Regions from separate parts of the Mus musculus genome. Here region 2 is linked to region 1. A link is a contact called in public Hi-C data. All regions are on one chromosome and are shown on one strand. The core of a region is the stretch at or near the end of the contact, and the rest is flanking DNA. Distances in the headings are between cores, read along the strand shown. Region 1 overlaps Bmper (BMP-binding endothelial regulator). Region 2 has its middle 12 kb from the start of Gm39311.

What was found. A called contact is a pair of places that touch in the nucleus more often than the background predicts.
Region 2: a contact with region 1 is called in a Hi-C map of tail fibroblasts, with 4 times the contacts expected there. The contact joins two enhancer-like sites. A contact is called at or near these places in 23 of 484 Hi-C or Micro-C datasets (the 3T3-L1 cell line, the C2C12 cell line, the Patski cell line and 12 more) and 3 of 115 datasets of contacts at active chromatin or transcription factors (the NIH/3T3 cell line, embryonic forebrain and embryonic stem cells).

What each region holds. Positions count from the first base shown.
Region 1 is chr9:23,461,327-23,467,680 of GRCm38.p6, forward strand. The region is part of intron 13 of Bmper (BMP-binding endothelial regulator); the gene reads left to right. Among named protein-coding and RNA genes, the nearest start is that of Gm39311, 120 kb to the right of the region's middle. Within about 2 kb of position 4,010, at least 44 of the 459 cell types and tissues checked have an H3K27ac peak or open chromatin away from gene starts, as enhancers often do. A contact at or near this core is called in the C2C12 cell line, adipose-derived mesenchymal stem cells and tail fibroblasts, where this site is marked.
Region 2 is chr9:23,565,602-23,572,494 of GRCm38.p6, forward strand. No RefSeq gene overlaps it. Among named protein-coding and RNA genes, the nearest start is that of Gm39311, 12 kb to the right of the region's middle. Within about 2 kb of position 2,025, at least 39 of the 459 cell types and tissues checked have an H3K27ac peak or open chromatin away from gene starts, as enhancers often do. A contact at or near this core is called in the C2C12 cell line, adipose-derived mesenchymal stem cells and tail fibroblasts, where this site is marked.

The DNA of each region.
Region 1 (6,354 bases), core at 2,760-5,259:
TGTCTATGGAACTCAGAGTAAATGATTTCCTGGGAGGGAAGATATTGTGCCCAAGAGCACACAACTGGTTTAGTTGGTCTATCTATCTATCTATCTATCTATCTATCTATCTATCTATCTATCTATCTATGCATCTATCCATCTATCTGTCTACCTATCTATCTACCTGCCTATTCCTTACTCCAAAGGTGGTCACCATTCTGACTTACAGTTTCAGCAAGGAAACTTGCGTCCTACCACACTTCCTGGCTATTTATGTCAGCTACAAACCCAAAATGGAGTTTGTCAAGCATTAGGCACATAGATGTCTTTACTTCCTTCTTTACTATGGTAACAAATTGTGCTTCTAAGTATATAATGTACAACAATAGATATTTATTTTCTCTTTGTTTCTTTGGGTCACACTCAAGTTTTCTTTCTTTCTTCTTCTGTTTTATTTGAGACAACTGTAGACCCATATTTAGTTGTATGAAAAAGTAGAGAGAAACCAGTGTGTCTTTTACCCAACTTTTCACAAAAAAAGCATCTTTGTTTTTTAATATTTATTTATTTTATTTTTAATTAGCATATAAAATAACAGATTTGCCCATGACATTAAAATTTTATGTGCGTGTGTGTGTGTGTGTGTGTGTGTGTGTGTGTATGTGTGTGTGTGTGCTCGCACACTGAGAGCATAAGAAATATCGACCATGCTGAGAGTTTTATGAGTCCTGGGGAATGAATTCAGGGATGAGCACAGGCCTATGCTTGTAAGGCCAAACCTTTACTGACTGAGCTCCTGATGGAATCTCCATACATACTTGACTGTGTCCCCACTCCCATCTCCCTGCCTGTATTCCTCCATCTTCAGTATTTCCTTTTCAAATCATCCAAGCCTCTTGTTCCTTTCTTATGATCCTCTTGATCCATGCTTATCAGACTCCACTCCCACAAATACACATACGTACAATTGAGAAACTTGTATCCACACGTGCTGCTCTTCCAAGAGACAGCTCTATAGGAAGAACTACAGGTGCTGCTGGTCTCTCCTCATCCCCAAGAACAAGAAGGCACTTGCTCTCAAATACTTGCCTACCACCTTCTGGAATCTAAGACCAAGTATTCTCTTACATTTTGAGCCAAGAACTCTTACCTGTCTCCTGGCCTGTCTCTCTCCTTGCTATGTCAGAAGGTCCCCAGGGAGATGAGAGAGACTGTGAGTTGAGCATCGGTGGCAAGCATGCAAAGATTCACACCTATGCAATGAAGTCTCTGTAAAATCTCAAGCAGTCAGGACGTGAATGCTTCCAAATTGCTGGGTATAAGAAGGTGGCCCAGTGGGAGAGCAGGAAAGCTGTGCAACCCTCCCAGGAAGGGGGTTCTGCTGGACAGGTTTCTGCTCCTTCCCCACCTCCCCCCACATATTTGGGGCTGTGGAGCACTTCCCTTTTGCTGTCCATCTTGATACATCCTAATAGCCATGATGATATGTAGGGTCAGAAGTGAGTTACTTTAGTGGGCAGAGCTAAGAGACCTAGGTAGAGAACCATTTCCACACAGTGGCCAGAGTGTTGTGCTATGTATACGGGAGTAGTGTCCCTGCTCTGGCTTTCATTCCCTCTGTGATGGAGGAAGTTTCTCTCACGTTAGGCAGGTTGGAGTTAAGGATTTTTGTTGTTTGGTTTTCAAGCCAAAACACATAAAGCTCAATGCCTTGGCAAAAGGAAATTTGTTTAAAAGATAGAGTCTAGGCTTCTCCCACACATACAGCCCTTGCTCTGTCCTCTGGAGGAGTGAGCCTGTGAGATTCCAGGCTCCCAGCCTTCTTGGCAGGTACCCGGGGCAGAACCTTAGATTACAGGGCTTTAGTTGACTGGCCCTCCAATTGTTCTACAGTGAGTGTGACAGTGATGGATAGACCACGAATTTTAGAGAAAAGTGATTGATTTTTCTGCCAGACAGCCATTTTTATGTGGTCCTTTATCATATACCCTCCAAAAAGAGTGAGACTTCTGATTTAGAAGCAAATGTTGGAATAAAAATTTACTGCTAGCAGGCACTCTTAATTTGTAGCCACTAGAGGGGGGTAGTGACTAGGTTTCCTTGTCCTTGGCTGGTGAGGGAGACCCTCCTTTAGCAAGATATGCCAGGCTCTGCCAAGAGCAGCTCAAAGAGACATGGTGGATTAACTCTTAAGGAGAAAGAGCCCAGCAAATGCCTGCAATCACTGTCAGCTCTTCCTGGTCCAGCCATACCTCAGAGTTGAGGAAGGACAACTCATTTCCCCAGGGGTATTTCTTTCTTTTTAAATATTTGTTTGGCAGCTGCACATATATACACACCATTATAATTGCATTCAACCCCTTTTATTCACTGGCAATCCCACCCTTTCCTTTTGAACCCTTTATTCTTCCCAACTGGTCCTCAGTGGCTATACCATTCAAGAAGATGATGTCCCCACCTGCAACAGCCGTTTGCTCTCCATAGCTAAGGGGGTATGCCTGACAGCATGACAGTTTTTACAGGAAGAGCATGTGTCCAACTCGGAACCTTCTGAGCATCAATGTGATGCCTCAAGTAGAAAGTTCCACAAACTCTGCACCTCACTGCAATGGGATGGGTTTCAATTAAACTACAAGTACACTAAGGGGATGCAACTGTAGCTGTGTATGCAAGGTATATGTAAAATAGAATTAATTTGGGTTTTAGACGTGCCTTTTGTGTCCAAGAATAATGTATGTATGTGGTTGTGTCTGTATATGTATATATTTTGGAAAGATTTGAAATCTCAAGCACCCCTTGTCTCAAAAATTTTAGTCAGAGCATCTTTGACATCATAGCCTAAGATTGCCATAAAAATGAAACTTGTGCCAGCATTAACTCTGGGGACCAGTGTCTTAATAGGCACATGTGGTCTGATATATGACGTTATGAAGAAGGGATGCCTTTTAGGTACCAGAATAAGCATGATAGCTGTTAAAAATCACAACTCTGCTGGATAGACACATGTAGGACTTCTTTTAATATTCATATCCTTGTATAAAAGTAGAAGGTGCTATATAGAACAAGGAAGCTATCAAAAGGAAGAAGGGACAAGAGAAGGTAACAGAAGGGCAAACAGACACATGCCATGTGTTCCCATGTGCAGAATGGGGATGGAGAATGAGGCCAGGTCGTGGATGTGTATGCAGAGGATCAGAGTGCAATGATATACATATATGAAAGCTTAATAAAGAAACCCATTATTTCATATGACCACTTCAATTAATTATAGAAGTTAAAACCACAGTAAGCACTGTTACCTTTAAAATAAATCTCTGTAATCACAGAGACCTATGTTAGTCCACAAAAATATCAGCTTCCAAAGAAGCTCAGAGGATAATGGCCTGTGCTGGGTTTCTTGTGCTTTTCCTGCTTCTGCTATTCAGGCAATGCCATTTATCTCTCAGGCAATGTTATAATGATTAAAAAATCAATTTGTGTGAAGTGCAGTCGTGCATGTCCTGTATTCCCAGCACAAAATAGACTGAGGCAGGAGGATTGAGAGTTCTGCCACAATGTGGGCTAGGTAGTAAATAGATGAGAATTTCCCAGTATCTGTAGTCTTAAGTAGTTTTCTTTTTTAAAAGGTCCTGATGAGCAGTATAGTATATCGTGTATAAAAGTCCGGCAATTACAGCAGGCATTCACTGTAAATACCTCTCTATCGAGATGGCTTGGTAAGGCTTTTGTTAACTTAGTTGTTGCACATTCACTGTTCCCAAGGCCGGAGTGGGGGCAGACTTCAAGGAAGGAAGGACTCCGAAGGCAGGAATGTAACCTTGTAAACTTGTGGTTACCTTGGAAGGAACGGAAGGGTCATTGTAGCCTGGCACACCAGGGTTCATTCTGTGTCATTTCAGTAGACAGACGTGATCTCTAGAGGACTGGATGCCAAGAAGAAAGAAGTGTCAGAGTCAGATGGTGTGCAGACTGTTCTTCTAGGCCACACAATTGTCCAGTGAGACTTCTTTTTTGTATGTCTATCCGTGTGTGTTGAGAAGTTGACCATGTGACTGACTGTCCAGTCTAGGATATGAAGATCTGGAAACCCTACCCCACAGCCCCTCCCTTTTCTGTAATTTCCCAATTTGCTTGGTTCTGTAACCAAGAAAATTCCACAGATGCTCAAGGTCCATCTCATGTATCTTGCAACAGGAAGGCCTTCTGGCTGCCCTTGACACACCCAATGGAATCTGTCCACAACTTCTCAATTGCACTGGCTTTCTGCCACAACAGATTGTTTAGAGTTTGATATTTAGTCTTCGTGTTCTCTCTCTCTCTCTCTCTCTCTCTCTCTCTCTCTCTCTCTCTCTCTCTCTCTCCCTCCCCTCCCCCCCTCTCCTCCCCCTCTCCTTTTCAGTGAAGACTGTCTGCTTTAGTCTATGTGTCTTGCTTTCTTCCTTCGATAAGCATAGACTTCACTAGGAGTCTTTCACTTAGGAGTCAGCCAAAGGTCTAACCTGGGGTAAAGTGGAGGAGGGGAGGGATGAGGCTGGGCCCCAGATCTCTTTTGTATCGGTAACAAGAAAAGCCAGCTAGACTCCCATCCTCAGTGCTCTATGGCTTTGTTCACACACTACAGAGCAGCTCAGACTTGGAGTGCTGTCCTGCCAACCCCAGCAGTCATAATATTCTGGTCAGAATTTGTGTCACAGTGGACAAATGCGACAGTGGTGCCAAACTGTAGCTGGCCCACACAGGAATGATCTGGAAATAGAAATAGAAATAGAAATTTCTTCCTGTGTTGGCTCTGCAAGCTTTTCTATTCTTTCTTTAACCCAATAAAACAACTCACACCTTGGTCCAAGTCATTGGATCCAGTAGCCTCTCTTTACATATTACAGTGCCATTTCCCTCTTGTGGACAGGTAAGCCCAAGTGTGTTTAAGTGTCCATATAGCCTTCAGGAGAATGTGGACCTCTGTTACCTGGATCAGATTTTTTTGATGCATAATGTGATATAGATAGGCCACCTCTCCATTGTTACCAAGCCTGGATGCTTCTTTGAAACTCAGATTCAACAATGAGGGCAGAATTTTAAGGGTTAAAGTGTAGATGAATCATTTAGTAGTCTCATGGTAGCTGACCCACTTGACCATGGCTGCCTCTCACTTCTCTTGACCTCTTCTCTGAGTTTCCCAAACATCAACCAGCCTAAGATAGTTTCACCAGCTTCTAAGAACAGATACAAACAAGGACAGCCATGACCACAATGTGGTTTTCTAGGTTTCTTTTTTTTTTTTTTCTTTTGTCTTTTCTGCTGCTGCTAAGTTTTGCCCCATTGGTCCTTAGTCTCAGAAAAATTGACCTACAGGTTGAAAGCTACAGTCCAGGCAAAGTTCCTCTTTGATGGCAGAGGAGAAAGCACTCTTCCATGTCTGGCTGCTGTCTCTGATGGCTTGATTCCTGTTCTCCTGGAAACAGAGCAGAGATTCCCAAGTTTAATCCTTGTGCCCTTTCAGCACTTTGTCTGGAAGCAGAAGCCCTCACCTCTGTTCATCAAAAATGGCCCTTAGACCCAGAGAAAGCCACAGGAGATCTACTTGGCTTTGCTGTTGCTAGGAAGCACAGCCATGTTTATTTTAGCACTACTGGAAGATTTTTAATAACACAAAAAGCTATATGTTATATTATTCTTACAATAATGAATATGTGCTTTTCTGAAAATATCTTATTAAATCAGAATTATCTCATCAAGTCTTATTTTCCCACAATCACTAAATTAAGAAAAAAAAATCATCTAGAAGACAGGATAGGAATATAAGAAGCTCCACATGAAAACAAGAACAGAAAGGATTTCTACAGAAAGAGCTTATTTTGAGGTCCTGTGTAGCCAAGAACTACGAGAAAAGTCCTCAACCCTTTTAGCCCCTGGCCACTAGGTATAGTCATGGCCTTTGGCAAATGCTCAACCCTGTGAGTCCCCTCTGACCATTTGTAGCCATGGCCTGTGAAGTAAAGGCTCAATCTTGTGAGCCCCTCCCACACCCCGTATAGTTATGGCCTGTGAGGCTGGTGCTCAACCCTTTGTTGTGCAAGGTGGTCATGTCGTCCTCTTCGTTGATTTATGCTTTTCTGGATACTTCCCCCAAATATAACACATTCTGGATATAAAAGAACTGGACCCATTCCTCATTCTGAAGAGAGAAAGAAGTTATGAAAGTTCAAAGACTGCATGCAGGTGCCCTGAGCATGGGACTTGGGGGATGTGGCTCTTCTTTCCTGGGCTAGTCAAGGAGGACATGTGAAGAATTTCAACTGAGCTTGAAAGGAGAGACATCATAAAACAAACACACAAAACAAAGCACACTTAGAGCAAGATTAGCAAGATGGG
Region 2 (6,893 bases), core at 775-3,274, 100 kb after region 1:
ACACTCATGTGACCTGAGAATATCACATACTTTCTATAAAGCAAAGCAACAAAAGTAAAAAAGCTGCAAAGCTTCTAATGCTATGTGCAGTAGTTAGTGTTTTGGAAACATTCGTTAACGCCTGGCCATGCTAGTGGACATTTCCTATTTTCCTTTTGAAATCCACAACTCATGTCCACAGTTGGATTCACCCAGTGGTGGATACAGAATATTTTTCCTAATTATCCCAAACCATCACTAATACAGTGCAGTTGTGTCTGATAGACTTCTACTGAAACATTGTGTGTGCAGGGAGGGGGGTGGTTTAAAGCACATTAAAGGGGCAGCTTATAGGTCCTTAGCTGGCACTGTAATTCCTAATACTTTATTTCCTATCTCTTAAACATCAGCATGCTCACTACACAAGAGAGCTGGCTTCTTTTCTCTTGAGAATTTTCTCTTTTTCTTATAATTCACAAGCCATCATGCCTTAGTAAATATTCAAGTTTTTCCAGACACCATATGTTTATTTTGTTTCATAACCATCTCCTCTCAGAACTATGCCAAAGCACCATTCAAAAAAGAAGAATTTTTCCACTGAGATTAAGCGCTCTCACCAATGTGTTGGCACAAATCAATACAGCTATAAAATGTTTGCATTTATTTTCCCGAGAAACCTATTTCTACTCATGTTAGATAAAGAGGGCAATGGGAAACCACAGCCACAGTTCCATACATGTCCAGCTTAGTGAAGAATGGATCAGGACAGATGTGAACACAGCATGGGCAACTCTCTGGAAGCTGCATCATCAAAATGCATGCATGACAACTCAGGAACACTGCACCACAGCAGTTTTCTGTGCATTGGGTAGACAACTACACCACTATGGAGTCTCCCGCCTGCTCCCCTCCATTGTCTGATGCTTATATGACCTCAGGAAGGAGCCTGCTATGTCTTGGACGTATTACGAATTGCCTGAGTGTTACGTGTTTCTTATGTACTTCATGCGTCTCTTTTCCTTCCAGGAGGAAATCTTTCAATGAAGAGGAAATCGCTATACAACACGTGTAGCCCCGCCCCTACTGCGCTGTACAGTCCACTCCTACGAATGTGCTCTGCCTATCTTTTTGTCTTGTTTATAGATGTCCACATGCACTGCTCCTTTTCTTCACGTCCCTCTCCTCTCTTTCTATTAAGACAGCCAATTTAGAAGCTCAACTATTTTGCTGACCGCGAGTCAGTTCCCTAGTTGCTTCCCTTTTCTCTTTCCTCTAAACAGTAGGTAGCAGGCCAGGTTGTTTAGTGTGTTCTCCTAAGTGTATGTTATCAGCAAGCCTCTACTTCTGTTCCAACGTTTTCTTGCCCCTGAAATCCCTAGATCGGCTGCAGAAAGTTCAAACGTACAGAACCATTTCTCTTTAATTGCTTGGTTGGTGTGACATATGGCTCCAGTAGCCTCCTAGGTTAGCTTTGCCTCATTCATCAGAAAGAAGATGTGCCTATCCCTGCCAAAGACTCTTATCCTGTTTGCCTTCAAGAAAGTCATATATCATCTGGCCTGGTCCAGAGATGTTTGGCTTAATGCTGTAATTATAACTGTGAGTACCTGGACTGGCCCTCCTGCTGGCCTCAGATGCAGTTGTTTCTCATGAGTGTGACTAATGGCCATTGCTGAGGACAGGAGATGATTCATTTCCACTGACTCCTGTGGTTTCTAAATAAAACACTTAAGCAAAGAATAGACAAAAGGAAAGTTTCAGACAGTGATGAAACTGCTGTCAGTTCTATCTGACATGGTTTATTTCCAGCTCAGGGACCATACATTAGGAGTAAAAAGATAACTCACCTCCTAAAAATTTTGTGATAAATGTTCACAATAGTATGATTGAAGTACTTATTGAAAAGCATGTTATTAACATGAAAAGGTTTCCCCTAAATTTAGTTAATAGTGTACTGACATTTTAATAGAAAGCCTTACTGATAAATACTAAGCACTGAGTGGCTGAGTAGACAGGACCTGTGAGGAGCTGAGTTGACTCCAGACCTGTGACCTATAAGCATACGTGTCAAGTGTGTTTAATGCTGTGTTCCCCTTAATCCACAACTCCCAGGTATACCAAGAAGCTACATAGGTTCTGCATATAGATCTCAAAGTGAGGAGGTTATATTTTAGAACCTGAAGTGAAAATGGCCAAAAGAGTCTAAGGAACATTAATGGTATGTGGCCTGAGGTCTGCCCACATCAGCCTTACCTGGATGCTTGTAAGGAACTCAGAATCTAGATCCCATGTAAGACTCCCTAACCCAGAATTTATGCTAATAGGAGGGGAGATCTGGAAAGGGGATAACATTTGAAATGTAAATAAAGAAAATATCCAATAAAAGGCAAAAAAAAAAAAAGATCCCAGGTGCTTTCTATTGAAGTATGAAGAGAACTGTAAGTCAGACACCTGCAACCCAACTCACATACATACCCCTCACAGCCCCAACACCCTACACACAAGCCCACAGACATCCCCACACCCCACACTCCATACACGCCCTCACACCCCATACATACCACACAAACTCCCACCCTCACTCCCAGTCTTCCCTGCACCTCTCACACACCCTCCCCCACACTGAGAAAAATACAGTGTTTGTGTCTTAATAAACCATAGAATACACTTCTTTCCTTCTCTTCCTTAAAATTCAAATCTCATAAAATATTTATAGAAAGGAAAACATTTGAATAGAGACAATTTGTTTGTAAAGATTTATTAAATGAATTAAACCAGGGCTTAAAAAGGTTTTACTGTAAAGGCACTGTAGGTAGTGTCTCTGTAAATGCCACAGCTGGCAGAGTAACAGCATGAAACAGGAAGGATATCTAGTTCTGTATAAACTAGCTGGTATTGGTTCAAACTTCTAGAATCTCACTCTGGGTAGTTTATTGTAAATATATTTAAATACAGTACAATTTAGGGGAAAAAATTCCTGGTGTACCACAATCCACTCTTCTTAAAATACATCCATAAAGATGTTCTAAAGACAGGGTACATGTGTTACCGTAAAGGCCTAGGAGAGAATTTGGTGTGGTATAGGATGCAGCTAGTAGAGGTATTTGGGGCTATTAGCTTCCTCCTGTGCTTGTTATGGGAGTGTGGGGAAATTCCTTGTGCATACAGGTAAAACAGAGATCACCTATCCTAGTGGTGAGAGCTTGGGAGAGCCACTGCCTATCTAGATAATGCAAAGGTCATCTAGACTCTTAGCCACCTCTGGCCTACTTGTGGCAGCTCTGTATGGCCTGGCCCTACAAATCATGAAGATCACCACACTATTAATCACCTCCATTATCAGCCTTCTGGTGGAAAAACATGTTACACATCTTTTTCTTAGAAAAGACAACTCTGTGTGTTTAGCGTTCCTTGTATCCCTAGACCTTTGTTCTTCCAATACAACATAAGAGAGTTATCATAGCATATGCTATGATAGGATATACTGAAGAGGCAGAGGCAAGAGGATCACCAGAGCAATATGAATGCAAGAGACCTATTTCTTATGGGTACATTTTGCTGTTAAGTTGATGTTATCCTATTTCTTGAGAATTTGCAATGGCTGTATAATGTGTATGATGACAGCTATTTATTAACCAGGATGCTTCCTTCACCAGAAAGTGATTGTAGCGTCTTTCAAAGCCAATGATATGGGCTGTAATGGCTTCTATCAGAATACAGAGGGTAATTAAATTAATGTATTAGAAGCATAATTCAGGCCTTTTGAGATAATGATCGTGTGTACAATGGTGTATGAAATTAGACATACACATTTTAATATAATTTTGCTAATGGCTAGACCACGTGCAGTTTTATCTGGTGTATGATAGGAACAATGTTGATACCAATGACTATCCATTAGATCTCTCTCTCTTCTGATACACAAGATACTGAATGTATAGAATCTTATCTTCACAAAGAAAAGGAGTAGTGGGATTCTACTTTATCCAAGAACTGCATATGGGCTATGTATAGAGCTGGGTACAAAAAGTAAATTATGGTGGTGATATTTTTACTCCCTGATACCTTATCTCCATGAAGTCAGACATATGTTCTTTTTTTAAAAGATTTATTTTTGTTATTTTTATTTATGTATAGATATGTATACCTGTGTGAATTTATGGCATATACATATAGGTGCTTATAGAAACCAAAAAGAGGGCATCTGATCCCCTGGAAACTTGAGTCACAGGCAGTTGTGAGTCACCCATTTCAGGGCATGTGGGACCATGCTACCAGAACTGGGAATCTCAGAGATCGGAGACAGTAGGGTTGGAGCTACCCCCTCTCAGCCTCCAATGCCTGTTCTGAGGCCACACAGAGAACCACAGGCACTCAGTCACACAGCATAACACCTGGAGTTCTTCTCCATGCTAATGAGGCACCTAGATAGCCTTAGCCTTCAGCCAATGACCTTCTCTTTCTGGATATTCTCATGCCCTTCTCTCAAGAGGTATATAATCCCTGGATCACTCCAAATAAGGTGTATGCATCCCCCAATAAAGCAATATGAACAAACAAAGACCATCTCAGAGAGCTGCTTCATCAAAGATCACTGCTTGGAAAGCTTTCACCTAAAGGAGCAGTGCCTAAGACTCCCAAAGGCTTTTCTCTTCTCCTGTCCTCCCTGAACTCAGCACTTGCTTTCAATCAGACTGAACCTTGCTCCTCTCGGGCTCTTCCTTCCCCTTTCTGCCTGGCATGAAGTTGCCCCAAGGGGAAATGGGGAACTCTCGGATCCGTTCAGACTTCCTCTTCAGGCAGTATATCAGCAGCACCTGAGAGCCGGGAACCACAGCATTCGTCCCATGTCATGCTTTTCCCTTCCAGTCGGGCATGCAGTGGCATCTGATGCATCAAAGGGAAACACGGGCTGTGGATTCTCTGTTCTGGCCTTTGCTCTGTCTTCTCTAGGGGCGAGCAGACATCAAGACTCCTAGCAGAGAGAGAGACAAATTGCAGTACCAACTCATGTGATTGTCCAGTGCTGAACTCAGGTCCCGTCGAAGAGCAGCAATCAGCTTTTAACTGCTAAGCTACTTCTCCATCCTCAAAACCTATATTTTAGTAATATATCAGCAGTCTTATCATAAAGCTTGCTAAGAAGATACCCCTGGACTCTCTCTACTTCCCTCCCTCCCCCCCTCCCTCCTTCTCTCCTTTCCTTTCTTCTTCTACAACATGGTCTAATTAACAGTCCTTACTTGACTTTCAACATTGCTCTAAACACATAATAATCCAGGTTTTGAAAGAAAATATCAAACTAGACTCTAACTTGACTGATCAGGATCAAAACTACACCAAGGAAGACAGTGTGCTCCTTGTTACTTGACAGCTTATACTTGATGACTGTTTTGCACCATTAAAAACAACCTGTGTATTATGTCATTTAATAGATAATTTTTGGAGCAAAGTTTCCTAATTGCACCTAAGCTAACAAAAAGCATGCCAGACAGGCTGGTGCTCAGGGCAGCCTAGGTCTTCCAGGACCACTCAGTTCTCACAGCCCTTAGGTAACTGGGGCACACTGTTCAGTTCCCACTATTTCTTGGGCTGCTTAGATTGCAGAATCTTAAGCAGGAATATGGCACTTTTAATCTTGGAGGCTTGAGGAAGATTTCTTTGTCATCTCCTCACGGATTAGTCCTGCTGTATCTCCTCTATTGCCTTTCTTGGGGCTTACTTACACTGTATGTACTGCGGTTTGGATCTGTTCTCTGTATCTTTCAGGATTTACCTCTCTCTCAAATCATCTAAATGCAAGTCTGTCTGCAGATTGGCCACGGCTCAGTGTATTTTTTGATTCTATCAGAAACTTTTAAAGCCCCTGTCTTTGCCACGTGAACATAGCCTACCTAGATATTGTTCTAGGGATGATTTTTCTAGTGTCTTGTTTCATGTTATAGTTTGGATATAAAATGTCTCCAAGAGAGCTCATGTGATAAAAAACTTGGTTGTTAGCTGATGGGCTTTGCTTTGGGAAATAATTGGATCCTGGCTGATTTTATTTGTTTTGCCTTATCAGAGTATTAATCCATTGAATCTGTGTGAACAAGGTCTGTAAAAGCTGGAGCCTGGATGGAGAAAGCAGGTCACTGGTGTGTCTGTCAGGGCTGTGTCCTTGGACACTGGACATTCCTTGCTGTTGCTCTGTTTTCCAGCAATTATGAACGAGTGGTTTTGCTCCCACACATTGTCTGTGTACCCCAGGTACACAGCAACAGAGTCAGGCAACTATTGGCTGAAATCACATGAGAACAAAAGCAAAATGGATGTTTCTCCACCTAGGTTGCTATCTCAGGTGTTTTGTCTCAGTAATAAAATGCTGACATTTTTCATGCATATGAGTTGAGGTTCTCTGCTCTATACACACCCCAAGACAGCAGTGCACAGAGCTACAGGAGATTTTAAGGAGAAGAGTCATGGAGAAGAGAAACAGAGGTGGCGAATACCTCTCAACCAGGCGGTCTGCTGTTTGTTCAGGAGAGGGAAGGAGTATGCCAGACGATGACACAGGCATAAGAGAAGCTGGTGATGAGTCCTTTAGCCTCAGTTACCAGTCACATGCCAATTCTCACATTGGTCTTGAATCAACCTGAGTGTCTAATGTCTAGTAGCCCTGGCTAGGAGCCTCAGTGGGAAGGTTTGGGGTAGGCAATGCTTTTCAGCAGGTCTGGATAACACATGTTCCTGGTTTCCCCAGGGTGTTTTTTAGTTTTGATGCATGTCTCCTTTAAGTTTGTCAAACCTACTAAGTCATAACCACCCTGGAGAATTTCTATTTACAGGCTCAACATGGTTAAACGAGTCATCCTATCAGTTTGTTCTGGTCAGGATGATGAGATAGGTTCACTTGGGACTTGTAATTATCGCAT